Linked DNA regions of Mus musculus: region 1 is linked to region 2. A link is a contact called in public promoter capture Hi-C data. All regions are on one chromosome and are shown on one strand. The core of a region is the stretch at or near the end of the contact, and the rest is flanking DNA. Distances in the headings are between cores, read along the strand shown. Region 1 holds the start of Tex46 (testis expressed 46). Region 2 holds the start of 9130020K20Rik (a long non-coding RNA gene).

What was found. Capture Hi-C pulls out chosen DNA fragments and counts their contacts.
Region 1: a promoter capture Hi-C map of liver shows a contact between it and region 2. The contact joins the promoter of Tex46 here to the promoter of 9130020K20Rik in region 2. A contact is called at or near these places in 22 of 39 promoter capture datasets (the 3T3-L1 cell line, 3T3-L1-derived adipocytes, the C10 cell line and 16 more), 40 of 484 Hi-C or Micro-C datasets (the 63-12 cell line, the AML12 cell line, B cells and 30 more), 26 of 115 datasets of contacts at active chromatin or transcription factors (the SCID.adh cell line, bone marrow-derived macrophages, cardiomyocytes and 15 more) and 5 of 9 other capture datasets (adipose tissue, embryonic stem cells, liver and 2 more).

The regions. Positions count from the first base shown.
Region 1 is chr4:136,606,441-136,611,696 of GRCm38.p6, forward strand. It overlaps Tex46 (testis expressed 46), which reads left to right and starts at 3,997. Exons shown (of 2, transcript NM_026300.2): 1 at 3,997-4,247. The coding sequence starts at 4,059. It also overlaps the pseudogene Gm12986.
Region 2 is chr4:136,344,461-136,349,392 of GRCm38.p6, forward strand. It overlaps 9130020K20Rik (a long non-coding RNA gene), which reads left to right and starts at 2,832. Exons shown (of 2, transcript XR_881499.3): 1 at 2,832-4,932. It overlaps Hnrnpr (heterogeneous nuclear ribonucleoprotein R), which reads left to right. Exons shown (of 11, transcript NM_001277121.1): 11 at 1-1,521.

The DNA.
Region 1 (5,256 bases), core at 2,747-5,246, 260 kb after region 2:
GACGATTCTTCCAATTCTTTGAGGGTATTCTCAAAGTGAGGCAACTAGCTTATCCTCTTTTAAAAAGTCAACATCTGTCAGGTAAGGTGACACACGCCTGTAATCCCAGCACCCAGGAGCCAGAGGCACAAGGACCACGCGTCCTTAGACCAGCCTGGCTGCATGGAAATACCTCTCAAAAAAGAAAAGAAAACAACAACAACAACAAAACAGTTGCTCTTAACCATTGAGCCATTTCTCCAGCCCAAAATCAGCATCTTAGGGTTACTATTGCCTGCCATGATGAAACACCATGACCAAAAGCAACTTGGGGAGGAAAGGGTTTATTTGACTCACACTTCTGGAAGTAAAGTGGTCACTGTTCATCATGGAAGGAAGATAGGACAAGAACTCAAGTAGGACAGGAACCCAGAGGCAGGAGCTGATGCAGAGGCCATGAAGGGGTGCTGCTTACTGGCTTGCTTTCTCTGGCTTGCTCACCCTGCTTGCCTATAGAACTCAGGACCACCAGCCCAGGGATGGTACCACCCACCATTGGCTGGTCCTTTTCCCCATCAGCTACTAATTAAGAAAGTACCCTACCCCAGCAGTCTGGAGCTTGTGCAGGCTCTGCCTCTGAATGCTCTGTCTAAGATAAAGAATTTCTGGATTGGGCTTCCTTGAAAAACCTCCATGGTCCATGCTTCCGCCAGAAGCCACGTTGCTCTCTCTGGCCCATGCTACAGCTGGGGGTGTGCTGGTGTCTGTGGTCTTGTGCTGCTACTGCAGGCCATGCTGATACTCATAGACTGTGCTGCCACCAGAGGCCATGTGGGCATCAGTGATCTGTGATGCCAACAGAGGCTGTCTCTATAGATGTCCGTGGTCCTTCCTGCCACCCAGGACCATGTTGTGATCCATCTTCTGTGTTGCAGCTGGAGTGCATGTGGATGTCCATGATCCATGCTGCCACCAAGAGCCGCGTTAGTGTCTGTGGTCCTTGATGCCACCAGGGACCATGTTGATATCCATGATCCATGCAGTCGCTGGAGAAACCATGTGGAAGTCCGTGATCTGCTGCTGGCTGTTATGGACCAGGAAGCTTCTGCTGCAAAGGTATCGATGCTTCCAGACTCATCATTGAAAATGAGAGACACTGAAGGCTTCTGCAACATCCCCCCCACACACACCCTACCCTCTCCCCAAAGATATAGTCTAGACAGAAAGCTATTGAAGAGAGTCCTATAAAATTGTGATAAAGATGCCGAAGTGTAGCTCTTTATATTTGATGGCTTCTGGTGGGGTGATGGGGAAGGACTCCCTTATCTTTAAGGTGCTGGCAACTGGGAGTTTGACCATGCTCCAGTGAGTATGTGGGTAACACAAACTGTACCTGGGGTATTGGGAGGGTGCATATGAGTGAGATAGCGGGCCTGGGAGGAGTGGGATGTGAGTGTGGTCAGGGTTCATTATTTGAAATACCCAAATAATCAATAAAAAGATTATGTTGGAGAGATGGCTCAGTGGTTAAGAGCACTGGCTGGGAAGGGAGGATGTGATAGGGGGTTTCCGGGAGGGAGGGAAACAGGGAAAGGGGATAACATTTGAAATGTAAATAAGGAAAATATCCAATGGAAAAAAAGTTAAAAAAATAAAAATGAAAAAAAAAAAAAAAAAAAAACACAGACTGCTCTTCCAGAGGTCCTGAGTTCAATTCCCAGCAACCACATGGTGGCTCACAACCATCTGTAATGGGATCCATCTGTAATGGGATCTGATGCTCTCTTCTGGTGTGTCTGAAGACAGTGACAGTATAATCATATAAATAAAAATAATTCTTTTAAAAATATTGGAAACAAACAAACAAACATCCTACGGGCTTTCCTTTTCTTCCTTTTTTTTTTTTTTTTTTTTTTTGGCTGTTCGAGACAGGGTTTCTCTGTGTAGCCCTGGCTGTCCTGGAATTCACTCTGTAGACCAGGCTGGCCTCAAACTCAGAAATCCACTTGCCTCTGCCTCCCAAGTGCTGGGATTAAAGGCGTGTGCCACCACGCCCGGCTTCTTTTTTTTTTAAGTTAAAAATTCCTTAATTTTTTTATTCCTGGTACCACTATCAAAATTTCCAGGGCAATATACCTGATGTAATGAAAAGAAAAAGACAAAGCTACAACAGATAAAAGACCTCAGGAATGTACATCTAGTTGACACTACATTGCATTAATCAATAGCTGCACTGTTTGCAAACTGTGGCTATGACAATACTGAGCTTTTCTGACTGTGGATCATCATTCCTTCTGTGGCAGACTTTTACAGTTCCTCTAATGCATTTGGGACGACTGTCTCAAAGTAACCCGAAGCTTTCCTGACAACTCCTCCCTCTCTCCTGCTAAGAACTGTAGCCATTTCTGTTTTATTTTAAAACATTCTGCTACCATATCCACCACGTCCACCTCCTGATCCATAGCCACCACCATAGGGACTGCCTGAGCTTCTTCCATCAAAACTGGCCCCCTGCATGGGTCTATAATTTGATTGTTGCTGTCCACTATAATTTCCAAAGTCATTATAGTTCCCACCACCATAATAGTTACCGCCACCAAAATTTCCTCCTTCATTATAACCAGCATAGCCTCCTCCTCCACCACCATATCCACCACCCTGGTTTCCATATCCTGGTCCACCACCTCCATAACCTCCTCTACTACTGTAACCAGGACCACCACCATAGCTGCCACCATCACCTCCAAATCCTTCTTCCACCAAAGTGTCCTCCACGACCCATAAAGCTGCCAGATCCACCTCCGAGACATCTCTGTGATCCAGCAGACTGCATCTCTTGTTTAGAAAGGGCCTTTTTCACTTCACAATTATACCCATTAATAGTGTGGTATTTCTGAACAACAATGTTATCAACTGTGTCATGATCATCACAAGTTACAAAAACAAATCCTCTCTTTTTCCCACTCTGTCTGTCTTCCATAACCTCTATGGCTTCAATCTTGCCATACTTTTCAAAGTCGTCTCTCAGGTTATATTCTTCCGTATCCTCTTTAATACCACCAACAAAAATTTTCTTCACCGTTAAAATGGGCGCCAGGCTTTACAGAATCCTCCCTAGAAACAGCTCTCGTTGGTTCCACCACACGTCCATCATCCTTGTGTGGCCGAGCACACAGTGCAGCATCCACCTCTTCAACACGAGAGTAGGTCGCAACACCAAAGCCTCTGGAACGTTTTGTGTGGGGATCTCTCATTACCACACAGTCTGTAAGTGTGCCCCATTTCTCAAAATGTTCTCTCAAGCTGTCATCTGTGGATTCAAAGCTCAGACCACCAATAAACAGCTTCCGCAGCTGCTCTGGTTCCTTTGGATCACGGCCCTCCATTTTGAGACCAGACTCGCCTCTTCCAACTCGAGTTCAATATGGAACCGAGAGGAAGTGGCTTTCCTTATATCTCAATCTTATGGAGGCTTTTCTTTCTTTCCTGTTTTTGTATTTTGTTTGTTTTCCTTTTCAAGACAGGGTTTCTCTGTGTAGCCCTGGCTATCCTGGAACACTCTGGCCTTGAACTCAGAGACCCACCTGCTTCTGCCCCCTGAGTGCTGGAATTAAAGGCGTAAACCACCACTACCTGACTAAATAAATATATTTTTAAAGTAAATCAAGTATGCAGCCTCTACAGACTTATTGACAGCATCCTGCTGTGACTATGTAAGCGCACAGTAACCTGTTTCCCTTATCTCCACATTACAGATTATTTTTTCCTTTGCAGCCTCCCTCATCATGAGAGCAGGTGACCTATAGCATCAACTGTTTTCTTTCAGAGAAGCGTTCCATGGGAGAGGTACCCCTGAGGACCTCCTTCATGTGGCTGCCATGTGGATGTCAGGAGATGATGCTGGCAAAGCCGCCTGCCAGAGAGACTGACACACAGTGGGCCCTTAAGGCATAGGAGAAGTTATTGTTATGCGATAGCAGGGTGGGGAGTTGCTTATGAATCAGAGGAGCGGATGGCAATGCCTCCTGTTATGGAGGGGACTGAAGCAGGGGCCTGGGGCCTTGCCCCTCTGTGCCACGATGTTGGGGGAACTAATCTTTCTTCTGAGGAGTCTCCACGGGTTCCTTGCTTCTTCTGGCCCCATAGGAGCTGCCTTGGCTTGGTTGATAAGCTTTAAACCCATCTTGTTTGCCTTCCTCCTCCTTCTGCTGTTGCTGAGCAACTGGCTGGTCAAACAAGAACACAATTTGGCTCCCTCCCCACCCCAGGTGAGCAAGAGGTTGCTTAGCTCTAACTAAGGGTTATGGGACTCTCAAGGCTGCACTGACAGGGTGGCTCAGAGAAGGTTGGTGGGGTCAGGATGAAGAATTTTAAGACTCTGAGCTAAGTCTTTTCTCTGTGGTCTCCCCTTGGATGGTGGTGGACTAATCCCTTCAATAACGCTTCTGCTGACTGAGATGTGAAATAGGAACCATACTAGACTCTCCCACACTGTGTTCCATCCTGTTTCAGCCACGCTATCAACTATTTCAAATTAAAAAAAAAAAAACCTTTAAATTGATATACATGGACGTGTGTGTGTGTGTGTGTGTGTGTGTGTGTGTGAAGAGGGGAAGGGGCTTTGATAAGCAGCTTCTCTGGCTTCTACATAGGAAATGCTAGCATCACTTTCCACTTTATTTGCCACAACCTAGAATATCTCCAGATGTTGCCAGATGTTACCTGGAGACAGCAAAATAGCTTCCTATTTAAAAAAAAAAATTGGAGAGATGGTTCGCCCTTTTCTTGCCGAGGATCCAGGTTCAGTTCCCAGCACCTACACAGTGGCTCACAGCTGTCTGTAAGGACCTCTTCCAGCCTCTGCAGGCACTGTATCCACATGGTGCACACACATACATGCAGGCAAAACCACCCATACACATAAAATAAAAGTCATTTGGGACTGGAGTGATAGCTCAGGAATTAAGAGCACTTGCTGCTCTTGCAGAGGACCTGAATTCCGTTCCCAGCACCCACACAGTAGCTCACAATTGCTTGTAAGTCCAGTTGCAGGGGTCTTAAGCCCTCTTCTGATCTCCACAGGCACCCATATGGTGGCTCAGTCAACTGTAATTCCAGGCTCAGGGGATCCAGTGCTCTCTCCCAACCTCCTTGGGCACTGCATGCACAGGTACACACACATACATGCAGGGAAGAACACTCATAAACATAAAGTAAATAAGCCTAAATCTCAAAATAGAAATACTTTTTAAAAATTAAAAAAGGCATCCATGCCGC
Region 2 (4,932 bases), core at 1,582-4,081:
TTGGAGGGTTTAAATAGTATATATATTTTTTAATTCTATAAAATTTTAATATTGCAAAATTAAACTTGAGAATTCTGGCAGTTTAATAAAATAGTAGTATTGGTTTTAAAGATCCGTTTATATAGTAACTTAGGATCCAGAGGAAGTTTACGTGGCTGCAGTCTTGAGACCTAGAGCATAAGTAGAAACAAAGGTGGGGCTGAGGACGTGGGTTAGTGAGAGCTTGTATTTAACAATGTTAGAGGCACTAAGTTCAGTCCTCAGCACCCCGTACTAGGTAAAAATAAAACAATTAGTAAATACTGCTAGAGTCAACAGTCTAGATTCCTAGACATGGAAATGGTGAACTAACTGCCTGAGGTGTGCTTACCTGGAATCCCAGCACTGGGGGAGTATGAGCCCCAGGCTGGCACACAATGGAAACTTGCCTCAAAAAAGACCAAGGCTCAGGATGTAGTTCAGTGGTAGAGCGCTTGCCTGACATACATAAAGCTCTAGGTCAATGCCTAGTAGCACAAAAAAATTAAACAGCTAAAAACAAAAATCCTCCCAGCTTATACTCAGGGTATATCATGATGATTGAGTATAAATTGAGGGAAACCAATTTAACAACTAGGCAAAAATAATTATAATTTGTGACACTGAATAAAAGTAATTGCAAGTGTTGATGTTTGAAGAGCTGCCTCAGTATTCTTGTGGACCTTTGCGTTCTGGTGGCAGTGTCAGTCTAGAACCTGGTAGGCATTACACATGTGCTAGTCAGCACTGGGACTGACGTGCTTAGCTCTTGGTGTCACAGTGAAGTCACGTGCTTAGCTCTTGGTGTCACAGTGAAGTCGTGCAGAATCACTAGCAGTTTCAGGGTTGAGTTAAGGTTTTGTTCCTTTGTCCACATTTTATTGTGCGTGCATCAGTGCCAGAAAAAGTGAGGTGTAGAACTTGGTTGCTTGCACTAAACAGCTTCTTGGGAATAAAGTTAATGGTGTTAGGGACATTCAATTTGGATGAGTTTGTGTAAATTAAGAGAAATAACAGTACAATTTATTAACCATATGCATTTGCAACAAAATACACTTGATGGGACCAGAAAGGAAGTGGGCGCTATGGAAGAACTCTTAAATTGCTCCAATAAGGGGCTTCCAGTCCATGTAGCAGCTGTGTCAGGATCTCAGAACATTACTTACTGTGGTTTTTCACAGGTAAAGATTTGGCTAAAGAGGTGCTTCTGGCCTGCTAAAGAAAATAGGTGGAATTGTACTTTAAAGAGTCACTGCAGTATTTAGAGTTATGTTCTCTGGCTATTTCTAGAATTGGACAGAAAATGCCTACAAAACACTAAAAAACTTTCTGGTGTACTACAGTACAGTAACATGAGATATATCCAAATTGGGACAGTTACATGACATGTCCATTTAATCATTTCAAGAAAAACCTGCTTTTGGTACAGTGTTCATGTACCATACCTGTATTGGAATATTTGTATGATGTTAATATTTTTAATAAAATTTAACATGTTCAAAATGTTGTGTTGGTGATTTGGGGTGGGGTGTGATTAATTCAGTTGTACAAAACAGAGTCTTCAGCTGTGTAATTTAGGTTTTTACACTCAAAATTCTTCCCAAATTCAGTCCTAACCTATTTGAAAGAAGCCAGTTAAGGAGTAGCAAAGTGGTTTACTTACTGAATCCCTGCGGGGCGGGGCTCTCCCCGGGGTACTTGAGTACCTTTGTAAGACCTGGGCTCAGAAGTATCAGGCAGAAATGTTGACTCTGGCATTTTAGGCTCCAATAAAGTTTTTCAGAGGAAAATTTAACAACATTGGAAGTGGTCTAGAGAAACTGTGAAGGGGCAAATGGAAGCACCCGTGTGATGGTGGCAGTAGGCTTTTTATTGCCTTGAGCAATAGCGTGGTACCACAAAGAGAGGTGGTATTTGATGCAAGCTGTGTTGGAGGGTTTGGGTCTGTGGTTGAAAAATACTGCCAGTGAACAGGAAGTTCCATGGAAGAGTTCTCTGCCTTCGTGTAAGTTTAGTATCTGTTTAATATAGCTCCCATTCTCTTGCAGGTTGGCTTGATGTGGCGGTTCTCTTCTGTTATTTTCCTCAAGGGCATACTTAGATCCTCACCAGTGAGGAGGGTGGAAGGAAGCTCTGCCGCTCACAATGGAGATTTACTGAAAGTCGTACACTTACTCGGCCATCTTTAACTGTGCTACTAATACCAAAAAAAAAGGCTTAGGAGATGGTCATCGGGGTCAAATGATCAAAACAAGTTGAATAAGTAGCAAGAAGGTGTCTAGATACATTCCGAGTTGTCTTGTGAATGAGGATTGCTGGTAAAGTTAAGTTATGAGGTGAGAGTGATGGGCCTTCCCTTAGGTCACTGGTTTTCAGTTTACTGTTCTGGTTTTTTTCCGTTGTCCCCAGGTCAGAAGATCACTCAGTGAAACAGGAAGGGCTGTTCTCAAAGCAGCAGTGTCTAACGCTCTCTGAGAGACTGTCATAGCCAGGGTAGGGCAGAGGCCGGGGTGCGGTATAAATACTGATCAGGCCCCACCCTGCCTAGCTCCAAGATCAGATGTGGGCCACATTTAGTCTGGGATGTCTCTAGGCTATCTTTACTGCTGTCTCAACCCTGAATTCATTTACTTCGTTTAAAGAAATTAGTTTAATGAATATTTTCCAGGGTAGTTGTGTCTATATCTTTGAAGATACTGCTTTTCTAGAAATTTTAGAAAAATTAGGACCAGGTACAGGTATTTTCTTCAAGAAACCTTGTTTCTTTCAGTTATTTGTGACTCCTAGATAATGACCTAACTTTTTTTTTTTTTTTTTTTTTTTTTTTTTTTTACTAAGAGTCTTCCCATGTCTGCTGCCTCTCAAGTGCTGGGACTAAAAGCTTGTGCCACCATGCTTCTGGGAACCATTAGGGTCTAGTTGTTAGCAGAGCAGAAGTCTGTGGAAATAGTTTAGTAGCACTTACTCCTGTGCACAAAGAATAGCGTTTAGCTTCCCACCATGATGCTAATAAGTTAATTCATAAAATCGTACAGTTAGACTCATGGCCGAGGCCAGCTTGAGCAAGGTAGTCAGTTTATATAAAAATTATTTAAACTATGCAGCAGCATCCTTCAAAAATCACATAGAAGTTCATTAGCCTAAAACTCAGCTTCACAGCTGTGCATGTGAGAACTGCAGCATCGTCTGAGAAAGTCATTCTGCAGTTGTCAGCTGTGCAGAGAAGAAAGCATTTCCTTGAACGGAAAGGGACTGCGTTATTTCAGGTCTCATATTCCACTGAGGCCTTGGTCACTGCCATGTGTTCTTGGGAGGTTAATTTTATGCTCGAGCCAAGAATCCTTTAAGTCTTGCTTTTGGTTCCCTGGATTTTAAAATAGGTTAAATAAAAAATAATATACTTTAAAAGCTATTTTTAGTCAGTGTTTAAAATTTCAGGCTTAAAAGGAAGTGTGCTTTATATTGATCAAAATGTTACCAAACAAATCCTGTTATTGAACCTGATAAGTATCATGGGATTTATTCATTTAGCTGTTGTTAGAATACCTCAGTTGGTTTGGTCAGAACTTAAATGTCTTTCCAGCACATCATGGTTGAAGTAAGCCAGGCACTGGTGGTGCACACTCCTTAATCTCAGCACTGAGGAGGCAGAGGCAGGCAGATCTCTGAGTTCAAGGCCAGCCTTTTCTACAGAGTGAGTTCCAGGATAGCCAGGACTATACAGAGAAACCCTGTCTCAAAAAACAAATAATAACAACAAAAACAAAAGAAAAACCACTCAGATTTTGGTTACATTGTGTGTGTTTAGTTTTGATGTGCCTCCTGTTAGCCCATAAAGTCCTGTTGGAGCAGTGTTCTGGAGGCAGCCGCAGGAGGAAAGTCTGAGGCTATACAGGGAGACTATCCTTCAAATATAAGCAAGAGTAAAAATTGTTGCTGAAACTCATTCTTATGCTGTGGAGAGCAATGTAGTTATGTTCATTCATTGTAACAATTTCTATTTGACTTCTCTAAATGAAAAAAAAAAAAAGTCCGAATGAGACCATTTTTTTGTAAATGTTAAAATGAAGGCTCTGCTATCCCCAGGTTCTTGGAAGCCAGCTCGTACAGTACATAAAGACAATTTCCTAAAGTCCTTGGAAGGGATGCTGGGGATTGATGAGATGTTTGCAGTTGTTCCGGTCACAGTTATCACTTAACTCCACACGCTGACATGGATAGAAGCCCTCAGAGATGTTCAGATTCCCTCTTGTCTCTGAGTTCATTTCCCAGGCTAATGCTGGTCTTGTAGTTGATTCTCTTGTGTCGATCTGACTGATTGATCAGCACCAAGCTTCTAGGTGATGCCAAGGTCATGATTTTTTCACATTTCTGGGGCTCAACAAAAGAAGAAAACCTTAGTAGAAAGCTAAGTAGAAAAGCTAAAAGCTTTTTTGTTACTGGTTGGTTGGTTTGTTCTTTAAGCTGCTTCCTGCCTGTCCTGTAATTCTCTGAACTCAGAGATTAGCCTGCCTCTGCCTCCAGAGTGCTGGGACAAAAGGTGTATACTACCACACGAAGTAGCAGCCGCCGCTGCTGCTGCTGCTGCTGCTTCTCCTTCTCCTCCTTCTCCTCCTCCTCCTTCTCCTTCTACTACTACTACTACTTCTTCTACTACTACTAATTTCTTCTTCTTTCTTTCTTCTCTGCTGCTGCTGCTACTCCTTTTCCTTCTCCTCTTTCTCCTCCTCTTCTTCTTCCTCCTCCTCCTTCCTTATCATCATTATTGAAATGGTCTCACTGTGTAGTCTTGGGTGCCCTGAACTCGTGTGCACATGTGGCTTCAGACTGACTTGTGAGTGCTGGGATTAATGGCATTTACCACCACACCTGGCAATAACAAATCTTACACTGATTTGCCTAGATCTAGTTTTG